3 separate regions of the Gossypium arboreum genome follow, and regions 2 and 3 are each linked to region 1. A link is a contact called in public Hi-C data. All regions are on one chromosome and are shown on one strand. Each heading gives the region's core, a stretch centred on a gene start, on an enhancer-like site or on the middle of the called end of the contact. The rest is flanking DNA. Distances are from core to core; before and after follow the strand shown.

The links. A called contact is a pair of places that touch in the nucleus more often than the background predicts.
Region 2: a contact with region 1 is called in a Hi-C map of leaf, with 4 times the contacts expected there. The contact joins the promoter of LOC108457699 here to the promoter of LOC108460515 in region 1. A contact is called at or near these places in 2 of 5 Hi-C or Micro-C datasets (both in leaf).
Region 3: a contact with region 1 is called in a Hi-C map of leaf, with 3 times the contacts expected there. The contact joins the promoter of LOC108459115 here to the promoter of LOC108460515 in region 1. A contact is called at or near these places in 2 of 5 Hi-C or Micro-C datasets (both in leaf).

Annotation. Positions count from the first base shown.
Region 1 is chr4:92,816,516-92,820,011 of ASM2569848v2, reverse strand. It overlaps LOC108460515, which reads right to left and starts at 1,677. Exons shown (of 4, transcript XM_017760029.2): 1 at 1,175-1,677; 2 at 1-726. The coding sequence starts at 1,384.
Region 2 is chr4:92,584,076-92,587,571 of ASM2569848v2, reverse strand. It overlaps LOC108457699 (F-box protein PP2-A15-like), which reads right to left and starts at 1,976. Exons shown (of 3, transcript XM_017756780.2): 1 at 1,394-1,976; 2 at 1,103-1,221. The coding sequence starts at 1,705.
Region 3 is chr4:92,667,500-92,670,995 of ASM2569848v2, reverse strand. It overlaps LOC108459115 (putative homeobox-leucine zipper protein ATHB-51), which reads right to left and starts at 1,883. Exons shown (of 3, transcript XM_017758477.2): 1 at 1,674-1,883; 2 at 1,234-1,568; 3 at 733-1,017. The coding sequence starts at 1,764. The coding sequence ends at 769.

The DNA of each region.
Region 1 (3,496 bases), core at 428-2,927:
CAAGTCAACTGATGCCAACAGTTTCCGCCTTGTGGATTGACTTCCTCTCTTATTAACTTGACTTACTTGACCAGAATCCTTTGTACCATCAGCATCAGAGACTCTATTGGCATTGCCGGAACTAGTGGCACATTCAACAGAATCCGCAATAGGAGATGATTTAGCTGCACAAGATGTTTCAGGATCCTCATCACCTTCTGCAATAACTTCTTTCTCCAGACATCCCTGAGCCACTCGCTTAGCCTTTCTCCGAAACTTTTTCTTCTGATTTCTACTCAAATCCCCATTAGTAGACAGCACCGTCTTGTCCTTACTATTTGGAAGGATGAGAGGAGCACCTGACTTTCTAGGGTCCTTGGACGGATCTATCATTGACAACAATAAAATATTTTCCGGCTTCAGATCAGTGTGTATAATGGAAAGCTCTCTATGCAAGTAATCCAAGCCCATTAGAATATGGAAACATATCTCCTTAACCATATGAATAGGCATGCCACGATAATCAGAGTACTTGATGAGAGTCAAAAGATTATCTCCCAAGTACTCAAACACCATACAAACATGCTGCCCATTCGGACCTGAATGCTTAAAATGATCCAAAAGCTTCACCACACATTTTTTATCCTCTTTATCCCCATCCGCAATCTGTTGCAAGATTGTTATCTCATCCATCGCTGCCTCAGTGTAATGCTGGGCACTTTTTTGTACTTTCAAAGCTACATAACACTGTAGTTTAAAAACAAATTATTAAATATAACATAATCAAACAATTTAACTAAAATTAAAAGAGAATAGACTACATTTCTTAGTGATTTTTCTGCTGTTTCATAGTCAAAATTGATCAAGCAAACAAATGACTACTTGCGAGTGGCAACGAACGCTTTTTATTCGTTCTTTACAATCCATTATATTTTTCTCCGTTGTTTTCTAGGCAAAAAGTCTTAACACGATATTAACACAAATGAAATGATAAAGGTTCTTCTTTAGATGCTTTTCCTTCAATTAAAGGATCACAAACAGTCTTATCAAATATTATTGAAATAAACCAAATAAATAGAGCTAAAAGGCAAACTTCTTCAGTAAACTAAGCAGATTTAATTATAGTAGGCATAATTGAAGTGATCAACAAGGGAAACGAAGCAAGATCTGCTAGAGAGAAAGAGAGAAAGAGTACGGAGCGGTGAGTGTCCCAAGCGAGCCAAACGGTGGAGAAATGGCCCCAACCGAGCTTGCTTTGTACAACGTAACGACCGTTCTTGAAAGTGTCTCCGATTCTAACAGCGTGATAACCGCCCCGCCGGTAATCTTCCGTTCCTTCGTCTTCCGATGTCAAATCCCCGCTCTCAGTCCCGGTCCACTCTTCTTCCTCCTCCTTGTCCCCCATTCCCTTGTCTTCCAAAATCTAGATAAGGAAAAACTAAAAGGACATAATTTCTAAAAATTTCAACAATTCCTCGATTAGATTCAGCTGGATCAGCAGATCTTGCAGCTACTCCTATGATAGAAAAAGGAAATTTTCTATTTTCTTCGTTTAGATTGAAGGAAAATAAAATGTTGGAAAAAGAAGGAAAAAAAAAAAAACTTTTTCGGTTTTTGTGCGGGAGAATAATCCCCGTATGGGAAGTAGGGACTTTGAAATTTGGGGTTTTCGTTTTCTTCTTTTCCTTTTTTAATACGTGGCGTAAAAAAGTGGGCTGGAATCCTCTGTGTGTGAGGTGTCGTCATTAATCGGAAAAATCCAACATGATTGGAGTACTATTACCAGTAAAGCAACATTTATTTTTTAATTTTGAAATTTAGATTCTCTCAAATAATTTAATAACATTGTTAAGATGAAATTTAAAATGTATAATTTAAAAAATTACAAAATTTTCGTAAGTTGGCCATTGAATTTTTTTAAAATTTTAAAATGATACGTAGTTAATTTTTTAAAATTTAAAGTGTCTACAATTGAACTTAAATTTTAAGTAAAAAATTAAATTTTAAAAATAAAAATAATGATTAAATTTTAAATTTATGAAAAATAAGAGTATTGTGATATATTTTAATTTTTTAAAAATTTTAAAAATAACTATAAAAATATTTAAAAAATTCATTTATTTTGGTTTTTTAAGCTGGCCCTTCCTTCCAAGGGGATTCGATTCTCTTGTTTCTTTCATTACCAACAAAGAGTTTTGTCATTTGCAGCATCGCCTCTAATCTTCTATCCATCACTCCACCACCAAATTAAGCAATTTGCTCTTACTTTCCAAACTTACAATTTACTACTTTCATCCTTTTCAATTATTTTTCTTATAGGAAATACCCAAATATTGAAACTCCACCTACATTAAAAAAAAAAAATTGTTTCGACCCTTGACCCAACATTTTATGAAAAAATCGACTCGGCTTCCGACTCCAACCAGAACTTATTTTATTACATTATACAAAATTTGTAATTATAAAAGAACTAAATCATTTAGTTTGATGTTACTAGAAATTTTTGATGCACCATTTATAATTACAAGTATGTTTGAACTCATAAGTCAGATTTTTTTTTAACCATTAAGCAACACAAATATATACGAGTTTCAACGTGGAGAATTTTACAGTCATCCAAGCTTTGGTGTTGCAGAAATTTATAGAAACAAGGGGAAATATGCAAAAGCCACACCTCAAGTAACACACAAACTATCAACCCTTTTCTCATCACTACACAAATAAAAAAAAAAATTATAAAACTCACGGTCAAGAGAGTTTCCATTGAGGGGTTCAATTGTAATTAAAAATTATAATAGAGGTAATCTTGTAAATATCTTGAGACGGCACAGGTTTATCCGAATCCCTATCTTAACGTGTCTAGTTTTAAAATTTAATTCACTCTGAACTTGATTTAAGTAAAAGAGAAAATCGACATTATAAAATGGAATCCATCAAAATCCGTCAGTTTCTAAGTTTTTTTTCTTTTTACCATTCCTAAAACATATTATAATTTTAATGTATTATTTTCTATTAATTTAAAATAAAAGAATGAATACATATATGTAAATTGTGTTGTTTTGTGTTAACAGGATAGGTATAGCATGTGTCAAAAAATTTAAATCTTTATGTCAATTAGGAGCTTGAAATCTTGTCATGTTTAATATATATAAATAAAAGAATTTATAGGTGCTAGCAACATAAATTCAAATATCAAGATTTGTAATTTTTTTTATTTTTTAAATTAAAGGAAAAGATAATACTACCCTCATAATAATATTTATTTTAAAAAGTATTTATTTTAATATTTTATTATATATCTCAACGACACTTGTCAACTTCTAATTTTATTTGTGAAATCTAATATCTCTTCTCACAGATAATTTTTCTTTAAAACTTTTATGAACTTTATTAAGGCTTAGTTTAAATTAAAAACACTTTTGGAGCCGTAAGTAAATACTAAATAGGCAACTTTTAAAATTAAAAGTGCTTTTGAAAAACTTTTTGAACCCAAAAGCAAAAGCAGATTTTTTAGCTT
Region 2 (3,496 bases), core at 727-3,226, 230 kb after region 1:
CATATATCAAACAAGGGAATAGAATAATACTTAAGAAAGACCAAAGCATTAATGTTTTTAAAGACTTGCACAATATATAATCATCTAAATGAAAGGACAAACTTCTAAAATCGTAGTGCATGTAAAAAAGTAGGAAAATGGTCAGTGTTCTGTTCACTGAACAGATAACTGATCAACCCTTATTAACTCGGACCTTACACTGATGATAAACGCCAGTTCAAGCATGGAAGACAGTTATGAACAATGTATAAAAGGGAAAAGAAATTGAAAGTTTATCAGATTATCGGCTTCCATATGCTTATTTGTATATTCGACAAAGAGTTTCACCATTAAAATAGCATATGTAATCCAAAATAAACAAATCTAGGAAGGTAAAATCATATGGAAAATATCTGTAAAACGAAAATCTCAATTTACTAGGAAGATTTGAAAAAGTAAACTAAACCTAGGCAGCACTATATCCATTCATGAAAGCTCACACTTCCATATGGTGATACAGCTCTATCAAACAAAATCATCTTTCTTATCCCGCTCTTCAGACCAAATATACCTTGAGATTAAGAATGTGGCAACCAAGACAAACACCAAATGCCATACATCATGCATATATGTATGTATACATTTATTTATGCGTATATGTATAAGCATATATACATACATCATCTTGAGCTCAATAATTAATGATCAACAAAGATACAAATATTCAGAGGTTTCAGCCTTTCCACATAATACCATTTGTATAAAAACAACATCAACAAGCAGCAAAGCCTAGAAAATAGCAGTTGATTAGCATCCAAATGCATTTCCTTCCACCAAAGGAAAAAAAAGGTGTAGATTGATAATACAATTTACCAAGAGTTCCATTCCAAGAAATATATAGCTTATCCATCGACATGCTCCATGTAGAAGAAAAATTATAAGCAACTAATTCTACTTTATGCTAGTTCAAGCAATCAATACAAAAATCCCACTCCTATGGTTAAAAAAATTTACTAGAAACATTTCAAGATACAAGTATATCAATCCCATATTAAGTGAACGTCAAATTAATAAATTCCACTTGAAACTTTAGCATCGAAATGTGATGATGTTAATATCAAACCTAGATTCTTCAGTAGCAACCCTATTCCAATATCTCCGATCATCGATTCCAGTAATTGCCATCCCTTTTGCAGATATTGCCATGCATACCCTGCCTGTCACTCTGTCTAGCCATACTTCCTGCATCACCCCATGTTCAACCGTCAATAATCTTCACTTGCTCATCTAATGATAATAAAGCAGCTAAACCAAACAAAAAGGGAAAATCATTTAAAAAGGAAATGTCTAGATATTTAAAACAATAATCAAAAGGTACCGGGTGAAAAAAAAACGAACTTCTATAATGACCTACCTTATATCCATCATCAAAAGGTACCGGGCGAGAAAGAAGCGCAAAAATGTCTTTCTTGGACATGTTCTGGTACCTCTCAGGAGGCAACAAATTTAGCAGATCTTGATAATTAGTGGGTAGCTTCTTTACCCAGATGGAGTCGGAGGAGGCAGCCCCTCTAAAGGCGCGATTCAACCTGGCGAGATTGCAAATCTCCGGGGGCGTCAAGTTCATGAAAACGCAGGCCAAGCAGCCCTCGGGTATGTCCCCCAATCCTGGTGTCATCTCGGTCCTATTGGTTCCCTCCGTTCGTCTGGAAAGGGAGGCACCCATGAAATCCTTTCTCTTTAAAAAATACCTTGTATTTCTATTTATAAAAATTCAGTGTTTTAGAGGTAGGTTGGTAGTGAGAAGAGTGAAGAGGGGAGGGAGAAAATCTGTGGATATTTTCTACCATTTTACTTTGGTTTGTTTTTTCCGGGAAAATGTGTGTTTGGGGGAGGTGGGAAAGAAACCGAGGCAAAAATGTTTGTTTAGAATTTACCTAGACAGACTTTTGAGGATGCGTTTGGTGGGGTACATTAACCGAAACGGAAATGGAATGCAGCTCTTCTTTTTATCATTTTTTCTATAACAATATTTTTTTTTTTTATGTCATATGCACATCAAGGACACCCATATTTTACTATTACAATCATACTCCGACTTCAGATTTTTCTCTTACCATATATCTTCTTCATTATAATTCTAAAATTATTTATAATCTCTCTTAATTTATAAATAAAATGATTAACGTTTTAACATACTCAAACAAATGTCCTTCTATATTGACAATAATATTCATATCAATCGAGATAAAACTCAAAAACCCAACTTTAAATTCTTAAAGAAAATATTTAATTAAATTACATCAAATAAATATCTTGATGAACATGATGAAACTGTAAAAGTTTTATCCTCTAATCTATTAAAAGAAAAAAAAGGACAAAACTTGATCTTTCCATAATCTTTGTTTCCTTTTAGGAATTTTTTTAAAAAGAATTTTATGGATGCCCATTATAACTATACTGAATATTTTTCATCCAAATTAGTTAAAATTAAATTTTAATATCCATAATAATCATGTCACATTCTTTATTAAAAATCATCAACTTCAGTTTGTATTATTATTGTTACAATTTCACTTTATTCAATTTGATTCAAATTTCATTTCATTCGACTTAATTTGAAAAAATTTTAAATTGAATTAGAATGATAAAATAGGACTCCTAAACTCGATTAACTCGAAATTTTTCACTCGATTCGGTCGAACGCTCACCCTTAGTTTTGATCTTTAATTTTTAATTGTGGTGGATTTTGAATGTTTGTGCTTTAATTTCCATTGGACAATGAAATAATAGTGATGTCGATTGAATTCTATTACTCCATTGATTATTCGATAATTGAGAATTCAATAATAACAAGTTATAGTTTTATTTGGTAATTGTAAAAAATTAGAATTTTAGTTTTACTATAAAAGTATAGTTAATGCATATTTTGGTGTATTTATATGTAGATTTATTTTGTGCGTTAAAAATATGTTTTGGCGCATCTCAAGTTTACTGATAAGAATTGCTTTGATGCATTACTACATTATTTGTTTGATTCAAATTTTAATTGATTTATATGATATATATTTAATGTTTCCATGTGTATATTATTATATTTTAAATAGAATTTAACAAATTGGTTCGACAGATTTATGATTGAACATTTCTTATTAATAGCGATTCCTCGTGGTTTTTTTTTTTTTCGATTAGAAAACCTAAATCATATAAGTTTCTCATGGTTTTAAAACATTATTAGTTAATCAATTAAATTAAAAGAAAAGGGTCTTGAATTTGTGAAATCATAGAAGACGCTATTTTTAAGAAAATAATTCAAATTCAATTTTTATTGGTTTAGTTTTAATAATTGCGGTATTTTATTCATGTCAGTGATTTATATTGATTTGTCTGCTATTATACTTATGAAATTATTATAGTTTTTAAGGTAGTTATGAACTTATTATATTAAATTATATCTTTAATGAATGATAATTACCCTTAACATTCTCTTGATTTTTATGAATTCAGACTTTGACTT
Region 3 (3,496 bases), core at 634-3,133, 150 kb after region 1:
ATATTGTTTGCATGCATTTAGGGCATTGCCCAAGAGGCAGTGAAGAGGAGGAGACGTACCACAAGAAACCTTACTCTAGATCCATTGTTGATGCCACGTTATAGGTTATACAGAAGAGGAGGAGTGAGAAACCTAACGTACGTGATGCTGCAAGGGAAGCTGCTCTCCGGTGTGGGTGTGTTTTTTTTTTTTCGCATACAAAATTCATCTTTTCTTGTCATTGCTGATTTTGAAATGTATTATGCTGCGTATATGGAATATTGGTTGTTAACCTACTTTGCAGTGAAATCAAGGAAAGGCTTAAAAAAACTAAGGACGAAAAGAAGGCAAAGAAAGCAGAACAGCAAAGCAACAGAAGACGCAGAGAAAGGGTAGCATCCCTAAGGGTTCCGCACCGAAAGGTCCCAAGCTTGGCGGCGGCGGCGGAAAGTGCTTACTTGTTTTATTACTCTGTTTTTTCCTAACCAGAGAATTGAGAAATAAGTAATATGTTTATTTTGAAGTTATTGCCCTGTCGGCCCTGTTTTTTGCTTTTGTGTTTATCCTGTGCCATTAATTCAGTGTTTTGAGAGAGCTTGGAATTGCACTGTTGTCACGTGATGAAGTAAAATACATCTTTTTGTTGTAGCAAACTCTCCAACAAAAGTCCTCAAAATTGAGATGAACCTCTTCTTCATTTTACTAAAACTGTTTTAATTAAGCTAGCTCTAAGAGGTAACTTGTGCTAACTGCTAAATTAACAAACTCTATTAAGAAGATAGGAGTTCATTAGGGATTAGTAGGCAGCTGCTCACCCCAGTAGGTTGAACCTACTGGGTTTGGGTTATTCTTGTCTACATTGAAAAGATAGCTGCATTGATCAGCGATCGGATGATGGTTGTTTGGGACAACCATATATTTGTTAGAGCAATGAATCAAGGTGCTTTCGATGGTCTCTTCCCCGGAGATTTCCGTGTAACCTGTGGAGACTTGGTTTCTTGTTGGTTGTTCCCTTAGCATGGCTTTCAATTTCGAGACCTGCATTAGGGGCTCATTTAAGCAAATCTTATATTTGGCAAGTAAGAGAAAAATATAGTAGTATTTATGTTGTACATGTCATTTTATAAATGAGTTGTCATAAAATAAGTCCCAAGACAGAGTTGAAATGATTTGGAATGCATATGGCATATGAATGAAAAATGTGCATGAAATATGCAGGGTTTTGAAGATTGATCCCAGTGGCAGTGAGTAGACCTCATGTTGAAGCTTTTGGGTCTCCTTGGAGACAAGATGGAGGTGATGTTGAAGCGCATTGCATAAGCGCTCAAGCTCCTTAGCTTTCCAACGAGCACGCCTGTTTTGGAACCAGACAGCGATTTGTCTTGGTTGGAGTCCAAGCTCCCTGGAAAGCTTCATTTTCCTCCGAGGATCCAACTTTATGTCTTCTTGGAAACTCATCTCCAACCACTCCAACTGCTCATTTGTCAAACGCTTCTTCTTCTCTTCATTATTCATGTATATCTTCTTCTTCTTCTTCTTCTTCTCCATAGCTGCTGCCTCTGCTAATCCTACATTCATCATCTCCATACCTAAAAGAAAGGAGAAAAACAGCAATACATACATCCATACATATACATATAATCAAATAAAGAAAAACAGATAGGTGATTTGAGCGAGGGGGTTAATGGCTAAACCTGGAAAATATTGATCATAGTTATAGTTGTAAAGGGAAGTAAGAGAAGGGGGTTGTCCAGGAACAAAGGATAAGGTGCCATTCCATTCCATTTTTCATCAGTAGTTTTCTTAAAGATGAACTCCTTATATATTGGGAATCTATGGACCACTACCAACATCAATGGAGGAATGAATGTGTGTGAGACTGAAAGCAAAGGGTATCCTTTCTTGTCTATACTTTGGTATGTTGATGTCTGAATTTAAAGGGAGAAGAGAGATGAAACTAAAGGTGAGAGAGAGTGTTGTCGGTTAATTAGAAGACGAAATAAACAAAAAATGCAAATGCGGAATCATAGGTCTCCATCTGGTCCCAGAAACCTGGATCTATGTAGCTCACGTAAAGTAGTAGTCTGTTCTCTCTGCAGTATTTGTTTGAAAAATAATTAAAAATAGAGGTGGCTAGTAACATATAAAGTGAGAGTTGGGGCTCACCCTACTGTTTCACCCTCCCTATGCCATTGCCACCTTAACGAGCTGCAGAGAAAGGAGATCGTGTAATTTATCTTCATGGGATGGGATTTGGATTTAGTTTAATAAACCCATTGTTGTATATAGAATTGAATGAATTCCAGTATTGCTGGTGACCCGGGGAGGCCAGGCCTAGCTACCTATATATTATCATCAGCTGAGTTGGTGCAAAGAGATATGAAAAAGTGTTTTTAACTTTTTAATAGAGATGGATTTCATTGAAGAAGGAAGAAGGCTAGAAGCATTGAAACTGAACCTACACCTAAATGACGTCCTTGCTATCCTCTTTCACACACAAAAAAAAAAAAAATCCAATAGGGTTGCATAAAAGCATCTGAGTTGAGGCAACACAGGACATAAAAAGAGAGAGGTAAATGCACCGTTGGAAACAATGTGTGAAATAAGGTTACAAGTTACAACAGCACTTCATGTTCAATAACAGAACAGTAGAAAAACAACCCCCCCCCCCCCGGTTCCCCCCAAAAAAAGAGCTTTTCTGCTTTAAATTCTTTTGTTCCTCCCCTCCCTTTTTTTCTTTTTAATTATTCTTTTACGAATATATGAAACCAAAAATTATCTAGAGCAGTATATAATTTTTAGATTATTTAGAAAATTAGGTAATTATTATTTTTCTAAAAAATAGTATAAAAAGTGTTAAGTATAATGATAAGGCACATTGTTGAGACGGACAACCACGTAAAATAGTCATTTGATACTATGAGTTTATTATAGATGCATCATATAGGCTAAGGGGATTTAGAAATTCTTTTAGTAGGAGTAGGAATTTAAATATAATTTTTCATCAAAATATAAATTTATTATGTATTAATTTATAATTTCATCATTTTGAAGGATTAAATACAATTTTTTTTATTTTTAGGGAGGCTAAAGTGAAATTTTACTATATATATTAATTTATAATTTCTTTACTTATAAGAGGACTGAATTGAAAACTTTTCATTTTAAGAGGGCCAAAGTACCAATTTATCATATATGAATTTATAAGTTTTTTATTTATAAAATGACTAAATTGAAATTTGAAGTGCCAAGACCCTTGCTTGCACCCTTAACTCCGCCTCTACATGTAGTATTTATTTTCAATTCAAAATTAAAACTCAAAAAGAAAATTTTAAATGAATGATGATCAAGAGTCTAAACTTGCTCCTAACACAATAAACTCTTTTTTTTTGAAGCAACACAATAAAATCTTAAATATATATATATATATATATATATATATATACTTAAATGTTAATTCTTAATTTTTTTTTACTAGTACCTTAACAATTATGGGTGTTGAGATTATTGCACAGTC